3 separate regions of the Mus musculus genome follow, and all the other regions are linked to region 3. The links are chromatin contacts, called in public Hi-C and HiChIP or PLAC-seq maps. All regions are on one chromosome and are shown on one strand. The core of a region is the stretch at or near the end of the contact, and the rest is flanking DNA. Distances in the headings are between cores, read along the strand shown. Region 1 holds the start of 1700113H08Rik (RIKEN cDNA 1700113H08 gene). Region 2 overlaps Gnptab (N-acetylglucosamine-1-phosphate transferase, alpha and beta subunits). Region 3 holds the start of Igf1 (insulin-like growth factor 1).

Region 1 (3,416 bases), core at 554-3,053, 800 kb before region 3:
ATGCCCCATAATTGGCCGGTATGAGAATATTCTACCCAGTATGAGCTGTGAATAAGACTTCACCTCTCCCCTACCTCCAGTATCTTCCCTCTGTTTGAGGCTAGCTTGCAGGCAGTGGCCTCCATTGTCTGGTTACTTGGACATAGAAGTTGTGCCCCAAGGTTACCACGTCTGCACTGTAGCTGGTAGCTAACCCTTGGAAAGCAGAGGTAAGAGGATGCTTGAGAATCTGAGGCCAGCCTGGGCTACAGAGTGTCCCAAGAAAACAGAAAGTGCAAAACAGAAGAGTGCTTGTATTATGATTGTCTTTACCTCAAAATTTGCAACTCCAGGGTCCTGGTTTAGTTGGAATCTCACATCTACTTTGTAGCTGTATTGCTAGTCTAACACTGAAACATATTTCCCATGGTTGGCACCTGAAATGCCATTCATTTCAGCGAACAGCATTCTGGGTTGGAGCTATGGCAGGTAACCCTGTGCTGCCATTCTTGTCTAGAGGCATCTTGACAATACTGTCATAGCTTTGATGTGGCTTATTTGCTTGTCTAAGTGCTTCTGGGAGCAACAGCTCAGAATCATCCAGAGTCTAACCTGGTCTTTTGACTTGTTTTGTTGTTGATCCATAGCCTAGGCTGACCTGGAACTTAGAGATTTTTCTGCTTCATCCTTGTAAAACCTGGGATTAGAGTTGTAAGTCTTTATGCCTGCTTTTGGATTTGTTTTAAGAGTATTTTAAGTATTAGAAACAAAAACCACTTCTCCCCCCACCACACACACACATTTTGTTTGTGTTTTTGATTTTCAAGACAGGGTTTCTCTGTGTACTCTGGTTATCCTGGAACTCACTCTATAGACCAGGCTGGCCTTGAACTCAGAGATCTGCCTGCCTCTACCTCACAAGGAGTGCTGGGATTCCTGGCTTTAGAACCTTGTTTTGAATTTATTAGACACTGCCTACAAACAAAATCTTAACTAGTTGCCGGCATTAGGTTCCCATGTGGGTAATCAGATAGGAAGACTGGTGAGTTCCAGGCTAGCTTAAGCTACACAATGCACTCAGTGCCACACTTGGTTAGTGAGTTTGAGGCCAGTATGTGTTAGCAAACAGATGAAACATTGTTTCAAAAATCCAACCATCGCTATCCAAATTCAAAACCCAAAGCAAAATCAAACCTAAACCTAGACCTTGGCTTGGGTTGCAGTCCATGGAACCTTACACAGCATTCATAGGGTTTTTTTTTGTGTGTGTGTGTGTGTGTGTTTTTTTTTTTTCTGCCGAGCTGAATAAAATCCCCAGGCAGATGTGAACTGCCTTTGTGGGCACAGCTAAATCCTTGCCTGGTTGGAATAGAATTACTTGAAAGTTTCTGAACTTTCAAGAAATTTGAGACTATGGCTCAAAGAGGGAAAAGGGCACTCTTCCCATCTATGGCATAGCTATGCCCCCTGCTGTTGGCTGCAGCACCATTCTCCTTTTACTTGGGATTCAAGGGAGAGGCCTAGATTGGTAGGGGACTTCAGTAAAAAATAAAATCCCTCCATAACCCCTAGAACTACCTCCTTTGTGAAAAACCAACTTGTTAACAAAAGATAATCAAGTAATGCTCATCTTTTTAAGCTGAAGGCTTGTCCAGGGCTTGGGGCTGGGTGGCAGAGCAGATTCGGAGAAGAGATGTATGTGGTCACTGTCTTTGACTTTGGTGGCAGGGCGGGGCAGGGTCCACTTGCGATGCTGGTCCCATTGTGGTTGCCGGGAGACTGAGGGGCTCTCGGAACGGTGCCCGGAGGTGTCCATAAGGGTGGGGCAGTGTGGGGCCAACTCGTTTGGAAGGCAGCGGCGGGCACAGGATAGGGCTTCTGCAGCTGCAGGTAGACAGGCAGAAGACAAGTCGTGGGTCTTGTCTGGTCACAGAGGAGGTAGGTTGCTTTGAAGAGAACCCCGTGTTTTTGGCTTCTATAGACTCCAGCCACCTCTGGTAGGGGTGGCTCTCGGGAGGGGCCGTGGGGCTGCGAGCAGCAGAGCCTGATCGCTCCTGGTGGTCGTCACCCCGTCCCCCTCCATCCGGCTTGACCAGTCTCAGAGTGGAGGAGGACAGAGCTGTGCCCAGCCCCCGCCCCTACAGCCAGTACCCACACCAAGACGCACACGCTCCTTAATCTCCCCCGCCCTCGGTTGCCCGGGCGACAGCCCAGACGAGCAGGTGATGCATTGACAGCGAGCAGATGGTCCCCCGTGGAGGCGAGCGCGGCCCACAAAGCGCCCAGCGCTGTGATCCCACTGCGCCGCCCCCGCCCCGTGGCCCGCGCTGCCCGCATGCTAATAGGGGTCGGGGGAGGGGTCTGGGGAGGGGCCGTGCGCCCTGGGCACGCCCCTTTGCTCTTTGCAGTGACTTCACCTCATTTTTTTCCCTCTGAATGCCCTCTCTAAATCCTCCCTGCTTCTGAAGAGTTCTCCCACCTCACACCCAGCACGCTTCATCTCTCTCCGAACTCTCCCCGAGTGGATCAAGGCTGACACTCTCCCTCTTTTGCCTTGCTCCCATTCAGTAGTAGCAGGCCCTACCTTTGCTCCCTGCTGGCATTTCATGGTTGATTTGGGAAGACTAGAGGAATGGGTTTACCACAGCCCAGCCTTGATCCCTGCTTCTAGAACTGGCATTGGAATGGTAAAATGTGTAAAGACACCCGCCCGGACCCGCCCCCATGCCCCCCCCCCCCACCATCATCAATGCTTCAGGGCCTTTCAGGCTGCTGCTTCTTCGGACTTTCCTTTCTGGAAGGGCAAAAATAAATCACTCTCTGGCGACTACTGTGCTGCCCCTCCTGGGAAGCCCTCCCATTCACCCACCCTCCTCCCATTCATTAGACACACACACCCCCTTCTGTACCCTATTCACCGCTGTGTGGCAAATTGAGACTATCTTATAGTAAGGCCATGAAAACTGCTAGGGAGTATTCACAATTTTAATACTAACTTCATAGCTGTCACATAAATTCATTGCCAGGTCTACTCTATAATGGCCACGAAATAACTTTAAGAAAAGGGAGGGGGAGTCCGATGACAGCACCACGGCATCTTTCTTTGATTTGCAGGTGCTTACCCCCCTCCTTTAAACCATTACTACAGTAACTGTAGATAGCTTTCTTTTTCTTTTTTTAACTGTCACACGGAGTGCTTTAAAAAAAGCCATCCTTCTCCTTTTTATTTTACAGTAGATAAAAAATGCCAAATGCCAATAAAGGCTTTTTTTAAAAAAAGCAACAGAAAAAGAAAGAGAAAGAGAGACTAGTGAATAAAGTTGGGACAATACGGGTCACAGAGCTGTCGAAACTAATGTCATAGTGCGGCTGTTGGGCAGACGTACAGAAAACTTCTTGTTTCTTGATTTTTATGGAGATTTGGTGTGTGGCATGAA
Region 2 (3,339 bases), core at 356-2,855, 560 kb after region 3:
GTCTTGCTGTGTAGTCCCAGCTGGCCTTGAACTTGCAGTCTTCCCGCCTCCACCTCAGGCATGCTGGGACTGCAGTCCTGTGCCAGAAGCACACCAGCTTCTCCGCTGTAAGTTTCCCCCAGCTCCGTGATACGGACGGTGAGTGGAATCTTCTCTTTGTTCTAGACAACAGACAAAGAAGCCCCTGGCTTAGTGCTGATGCAAGGCTTGGCGTTCCTGAGTGGATTCCCACCGACCTTCAAGGAGACGAGTCAACTGAAGACAAAGCTGCCAGAAAAGCTTTCCTCTAAAATAAAGCTGGTAAGACAGAAAAGGAGCCACCCGCATGGCACCTCTTATTTCATGCAAGTTTAGCCAACAGTCATAAAGGGCAAAGAGCAACTGCCCCATCTCAGTGTGCTGTCAGAAGTAGATCTGTGCGGAAGAGCCTCCCCCACTGCTTCCAGCAATCCTCCTGCCTCAGCATCTCAAGTGCTGGTATTACAGATTCGCACCTTCAAACTAAGCTCTGAAATTACTATTTTTATAATTTATCACTCACATTTTTCTTACTCTGTGTGTGTTGTGTGTGTTTTTGTGTGTCTCTGTATGTGTGTGTCTGTGATACATGTCTATGTGTGGGTGTGTTGGGGAAAGTCGTAGAAGTAGTTAGAACTCTAACATGCACATCTATGAAAGCTTTCATTCATAAGGGGTTGTAGATATGTATAAAGTTTGAAAATATGAAATTCTGATTAATAGCAAATCCAGCCACCAATGTGTTTAAGATATAAGTGTATTTCTTAGCCATCAGCCCTGACCATTCTTTCTCTAAGGATCAACTTTGGTTGGCTGGTGACCTTTTCCCGAACATTTCTTATTCTCTGAATCATCTGCCTGGGACAGCCGTGTGGGTGTTTTCTTGATGACCTTACGTCACGTTGTTGTAGCACATTAGGGGGTGGAGGGTGGGGGTGAACACAGCCTCTTTTGTCTTAGAGGAGCAGGCGTACAGTCCTTGCCTCTGGAATGGTTGAAATCTGGCTCTCTCATGTTTTTACCATTTAACAAAATTTGTGAGGGGCTGGAGAAGGTGGGGGGTGGCGGAAAGGGAGTAGCGAGTTCTTTCTCAGTTCTTGCATTAGTCATTCCATCCACCCAGAGATCCCTGTAACTTTTTCCTCCTTCCCTGGCTTCGATGGGTTAAGGTGCTTTGTGTTACGGTGAGAAAACCGCTGTGTGAATGATGTCGTTTTTTTCTCGGTTCCCTTCTTCCCCATAGCTAGCTAGCTTTGTCCCTTAGTTTGTTTCCCCTTCCTCCTCTTCCTCCTCCTCTTTTCTTCATCCTCATTTTTGTTTGGGGCGGTCTCACTCTGTAATCCTGACTGGCCGGCAACTTGCTATGTAGACTAGACTGTCCTCAAACTTTGTAACCTTCCTGCCTCTGCTTCTTCTTGGTGCTCCAGGAACTCGCCACTGTGCCCAGCTGTCCCCTGTAGCCTTTCTTCGTCTGACATAGAAACAGTTCCAGAAGTGCAATCAGTTAGCATGCAGTACTTGTATGGACCGGAATAGCACGAAGCCGTATTTGGGTTGTATTTGTGGTTAATCTTCAGTTATCCTAAAATAGATGCCGCATTTCCTCCTTCCCCTGAGGTACTTTCAGTACTGATTTGAGCAGTTGAAACTATAGACAGATTAGCTTTCGTTTCAGTCAAACTTTATTTGGCTTTGGCTGAGTCGCTAACATCAGAATGACCGATAAATTACATCGGTCCTTTCCATTGCCGACTCATCCCCGTTATGTGGGAAGAATGGTGTTCCCGATTCTGTTTCTGTAAGTCCACATTAATCAAAAATTTAAAAGCAATTAGGAATTTATTTTGTCTTAATTGTGTGTGGATATTTTCACATCCTGCTGTGTTGGCCCACTTGTGTGCTGTCAACACCTGACATGCCTGTTGGTGACCAGTGTGTACTGACATAGATAACAGTTCTGAACAGCGGTAGGCTCTGCCAGCTGCTGCTGTGTGGTGTGTGCAGCTGGGTGTAAGGTGTAGCGGTGACTTGAGTTTGGAGAAATGGAGACCCAGTAGGAACCGATGAGGGCGCATTTGAGTTCAGTTTTTCCAGTCTGCGTCTGTTAGGGGAAAGTGCGGGCAACCCTTGCTCCCAAGAGTGTGTGTATATGTGTGTACAGGAGTAGGTGCATGGGGAGGCCAGAGGTTGATGTCAGGTGTCCTCCTTCGTTACTCTCCCCCTGATGAGCCGGAGTCTCTTATGGAATGTTTGGCCTCAGCCTCAGCGGTTGGCCAGGTTGCCTGACCAATGAGCTCTAGGGAATCTGTCTCCCTTTCCCCAACCAAGCGCTGAGCTTACAGGCCTGCTCGGCTCGTACACGGGTTCTGGTGACCAGAACTCAGGTCCCTATACTTTTATGCAGCCACTTCCCAGCCTCCGGCCCTTCCATTCTTCCCCTTCTGGTTCTGTTATACACCTTCTGAGAAGGGTGGTTCCTGTCATCGGTTCCCAGTCTTTCTAGATGGTTTTTATCAAATACCTCCTGCATGCCAGGGAGTATGTGAGAGAGAACAGAGGGAATTAAGACATTTCCTTGGGACATGAACACTTCCACTATAGCAGTGCCCAAGGACGCCTGGGTTTTAGTCAAGGTAGGAGTTAAATGGGCTTTGCACCTTAGCTGGGTCCTCAACAGAGCCACTGTTCCTGGGTTGAGAAGGGAGTGCTCTGAGAATAGCCTGGAAAAAAATGTTGAGGGCTGGGAAGTAGGTAGTGTGTCTGGGGAGTTCCTAAAGGCCACAGGCTTCCTTAGGGATGGCTGGGGAGATGGGCAAGGCAAGGTTGCAAGTTACCCTCTGATTCTCACATGCATGCTCTTGTGTTCATACATCCTCACACACATGCACACACATATGCACCACATGCACACGCATGCACACGCACAGACTCCCACACCACAAAATAAAAAATAAATAAATGACAAAGTTTAATCAGCAATGATTGTATTAAGTTCCTGGAACCCACTGAACTAGAACTTGCCTGATGTGATCATCATTATACTAATGAGACCAATGTCACTCTGTCCTCAGTACGCTTGTGCTCAGTGAAAAACCCTTATCCTGAAGGCAGGGAGGGCTGGGACAGTAAGAAGACGATCTGGTGTGTTTCTGAGGCACACACCTTAGAGTAGGGGCACGTTCAGTCCTGCAAGCTCTTCCTATCCAGGGGCCTCTGGCCAAGGGAGGCCAGTGTGGGACTGGTTCCTGGAGCATCTGAAAGATGCTCAGCTGGTATGTCAACGAGCTGTTAGCGAGAAGGAAGACTCAGGAGGAGGAGATA
Region 3 (3,533 bases), core at 458-2,957:
TGATGATGCCACACTTCTGTGTGTTCTCAGAGTCAGTCCTACCCACAGGAACTTCCCAGCCCCGTGCCCTTCACATAGCATTCTCTCCTTCCCCATCTCCATTTCCAAAAAGCTTTCACTTCCTGCCTCCCTGAGAGACTGCGGCCCCCTCCCACCACTCATAAGTCTTCACGCTTCAGATACTCAACAGACGTCAGGAACGTGTGTCTCTCCCTGCCTGTTGCATGCTCCTTTTTGCTTTACCAGAGGTGTGTCTAATCAAGTACATAGTAGGTGCTGTCATCACATGATTCCTTCATCAAGTGATACCTAGCATCACCCACCACTGGAACAGTCTCACACCAGGTTTCTAATGTTCCTGTCTGAAAGGTAAACACTGCTGTGAAGTATTGACCACACAGAGGGTTGGAAAGAGCCCAAGCCCCTTGCAAAACCAAACTGGTTTCATTTGAGGACAATCACCACATCCCCAAGCAGGTTTCTATCCATGGGGCAGCGTAAAGAGGCAGTGTAGAGTTTCCAACTGGCCTCTGTCTCCACCGATGTGTCAGTACCTTCAAATCCCCCTGAGAGTCCGAGAGAGTAAGAGACTGAGGCAAGTCTGGCTCATTTCCATCTCCCCTGGGAAAGCACACCTGGAGAGATATCCGTGGAAAGCATGCAGCGTCTAATCTGGGCTTTTGTAACCTTCTTTCATAATTCACTTTCTTATCTACTGCCTCTGAAAGACCACTGAGAAATAGGTACAAACCGTATCAACAGAAGATCAGAACTCCATTCCCTGTGGCAAAGGCGAGTTTATACATTATAAATAGCAGAAGCAGCCGGCTTGAACCATGCTGCCAGCCACTTACCCAGTTGAGGGATTTGAATGACATCATAACCCTGGAGAGAGTATTGCTAGCCAGCTGGTATTATTTGGAATACACACTCAGACACAGACACAGACAGACACACACACTTACACACACACACATATGCATGCATGCACACATACACACAACTGTGTCTCACACACACACACACACACTCATTTATAGAGAACAATACAGCCAACGGGAAACAGTGTGTGCCTCCCATACTGCTTCCTTGGGGTCAAGGAGGTGACAGGCATCCAGCTTTGTTGAAAACTAGGATCATTTTATTTTTCAATCCATCCCAGATCTCAGCATAGCCTGATTCTCTGCACAAAGCATGACACAGTGTCCTGACAGGAGCCAGCCCACTGCTGCCTGGCCATCTATAGGTTTTAGGAAATGAGATCATTCCCCTTGCCTGGCAACTAGGACAAGGGTCACTCTATCCCCTCCACCTCCCCTTCCCCTGAGAGCTGCCTTTCGATCTAGTTTACCCTGGTCATTTCAGGGTTAACAGCATTGTGCTTCCTGGAGATAGTCTCTTCTTCCTTTTTTTGTTTTTTTTTTCCTTCAAATTTTGCATTTGCCCTAAAATATAAAGTTGCCCCCGTGTCCCACTTAGATCCTCTAATCCTGGTGAGGTGTATTAGCACACAAGTGTACCTTCAAACCCTGTGGAAAGTTAATCAGAGAACAGAGCCTATTTTTCTATGGCAGCCTCAGTATTTAATGTCTGCTAACCCTGTCAGAGACACACATTCTTTTAGGGGGGGGGGGGGTGAGTCTCTGTGCTCCAGTTTTTAAGAGCGAAGGTATGATGTTATTTGTCACGGTGCCCAAAAAAGTCCTTACTCGATAACTTTGCCAGAAGAGGGAGAGAGAGAGAAGGCGAATGTTCCCCCAGCTGTTTCCTGTCTACAGTGTCTGTGTTTTGTAGATAAATGTGAGGATTTTCTCTAAATCCCTCTTCTGCTTGCTAAATCTCACTGTCACTGCTAAATTCAGAGCAGATAGAGCCTGCGCAATGGAATAAAGTCCTCAAAATTGAAATGTGACATTGCTCTAACATCTCCCATCTCTCTGGATTTCTTTTTCGCCTCATTATCCCTGCCCACCAATTCATTTCCAGACTTTGTACTTCAGAAGCGATGGGGAAAATCAGCAGCCTTCCAACTCAATTATTTAAGATCTGCCTCTGTGACTTCTTGAAGGTAAATATCTCTTACTTTTTTTTTTTTTAACTCGTTGGAGAATTGTATTTAAACTGTGTACTGTTTTCTTCTGCCTAGAGTCTTTATTTGCTTTAGAATTTGCATTGTTTCAGAACTGGGGGTTATTTACAAATTGCTGAATGTGCAGTTCTGTGCGAGCTGTAAAAGGAGCTCCGGGGGATGAATGCATTTGCAGAGGTATCTGTACGGGTAGAAACTATTGCAAGGTACTTCTGCTAAAGCCTCCGCTTCCACAGGGCTTCCACACTGCCGTTTTAAGAGACTCCTTTAAATCTAGCCTATGGCTCGGGGCGAGAAAGATGACTATAAACTCGGGAGTGCTTCTCTCTCACAGGTGCAGGCGTTGGCTTTTTCAGAGCATGTTCTTGTGTCTGTGTCTATGTATGTGTGTGATTTGTCAGGACTTTATTTACGAGGCATGTCACAGATTAAAAGTTACATTTTAGATGATAGGAAGGCTTTTAAAAAATGCTTTTTTCTTTCTTTTTTTTTGGAGCCAAGAATCGGGAATTCTTTGCACTTCTGCCCAGAAAGTCAAAGTTAGGGGAAGTTTAATTTGCTTTTCTGTAAAAGCTCTTAGACAACTTGCTGTCTTTGCATATTCAGAAATTTTAAACAGATACAGGCTGTGCTCAGAAAGCAGGAGCTTACTGGCGGCTGCTTGTCCAACTTTTCTCTTTGGAAGGGGACTTTCGTGACTGAGCTGGGGTTTGAATTTTGGTTTAAGGCTCTGCTCTTAGACTCACCGCGCGGCGCGGCAAGGCAAAGCCTCTTTAGGTGAATCGGCTGCTGCTTGCCCCTGCTGCTGCTGTGCTGCCTCTGTCACTTGCCTCTGGCTCTGTCGCTCGCCCCTGCCGCTGCTGCTGCTGCTGCTGCTGCTGCTGCTGCTGCTGCTGCTGCCGTTTGCCCCTGCCGCTGTCTATGTTCTGCCTTCTCCTTTTGATCACTGGCCCTACTTCAAGTTTCCATTCTCAGCAAAATTATATCCTTCCAGACTTGTGTTTTTTCAATTTGCAAGCACTTCTAAGCCGCTGTCACCGGCTCCTTGGAGGCAGTTGCCGGAGGGCTTAATTCATAAAAGATCCCAGTCAAAGAGTGCAGCGGGTTTTTTTTTGTGCTGCATTCAAATGCTTCATCGCTATGAGTTTTTCTTAGGCAAGTAAGTGGCTTGGGACTTCGGGAGACAACCTTGTCAAGCACCTAATTGTGCCGTCCTCGCGCTGCCAGCAAGCTTCAGCCACCTTACAGGAGTGAAGTCAGCGTTCATATACGCTGTGTGGTCTGGCAGCTGGGATTGTGTGTCCCAAAGGGATTGTGGAATGTTACCTCGGCAGGCATGCATTCCACGTTTGGAAAATCGGCTCCAAATGAACTTTCTTTCCCTGCTGGGTCTGCAGAACATTTCAGAAGCGGAGCTAGCAATACCCTTCAACTTTTTTCCTGT

What was found. A called contact is a pair of places that touch in the nucleus more often than the background predicts. HiChIP or PLAC-seq counts read pairs in DNA pulled down with a chosen protein or histone mark.
Region 1: an H3K4me3 HiChIP or PLAC-seq map of neural tube shows a contact between it and region 3, with 6 times the contacts expected there. The contact joins the promoter of 1700113H08Rik here to the promoter of Igf1 in region 3. A contact is called at or near these places in 2 of 39 promoter capture datasets (liver and stem cell-derived epiblast-like cells) and 2 of 115 datasets of contacts at active chromatin or transcription factors (VIP interneurons and neural tube).
Region 2: a Hi-C map of pro-B cells shows a contact between it and region 3, with 7 times the contacts expected there. The contact joins the enhancer-like site here to the promoter of Igf1 in region 3. A contact is called at or near these places in 2 of 39 promoter capture datasets (cranial neural crest and embryonic stem cells), 1 of 484 Hi-C or Micro-C datasets (pro-B cells) and 3 of 9 other capture datasets (adipose tissue, liver and macrophages).

Annotation. Positions count from the first base shown.
Region 1 is chr10:87,056,243-87,059,658 of GRCm38.p6, forward strand. 1700113H08Rik (RIKEN cDNA 1700113H08 gene) reads left to right here and starts at 1,804. Exons shown (of 6, transcript NM_029685.1): 1 at 1,804-1,917.
Region 2 is chr10:88,419,261-88,422,599 of GRCm38.p6, forward strand. Gnptab (N-acetylglucosamine-1-phosphate transferase, alpha and beta subunits) reads left to right here. Exons shown (of 21, transcript NM_001004164.3): 7 at 166-300. Among named protein-coding and RNA genes, the nearest start is that of Sycp3, 39 kb to the right of the region's middle. Within about 2 kb of position 1,606, at least 107 of the 459 cell types and tissues checked have an H3K27ac peak or open chromatin away from gene starts, as enhancers often do. A contact at or near this core is called in macrophages and pro-B cells, where this site is marked.
Region 3 is chr10:87,857,345-87,860,877 of GRCm38.p6, forward strand. Igf1 (insulin-like growth factor 1) reads left to right here and starts at 1,708. Exons shown (of 4, transcript NM_001111275.2): 1 at 1,708-2,068. The coding sequence starts at 2,006. The region is part of intron 1 of Igf1os (a long non-coding RNA gene); the gene reads right to left.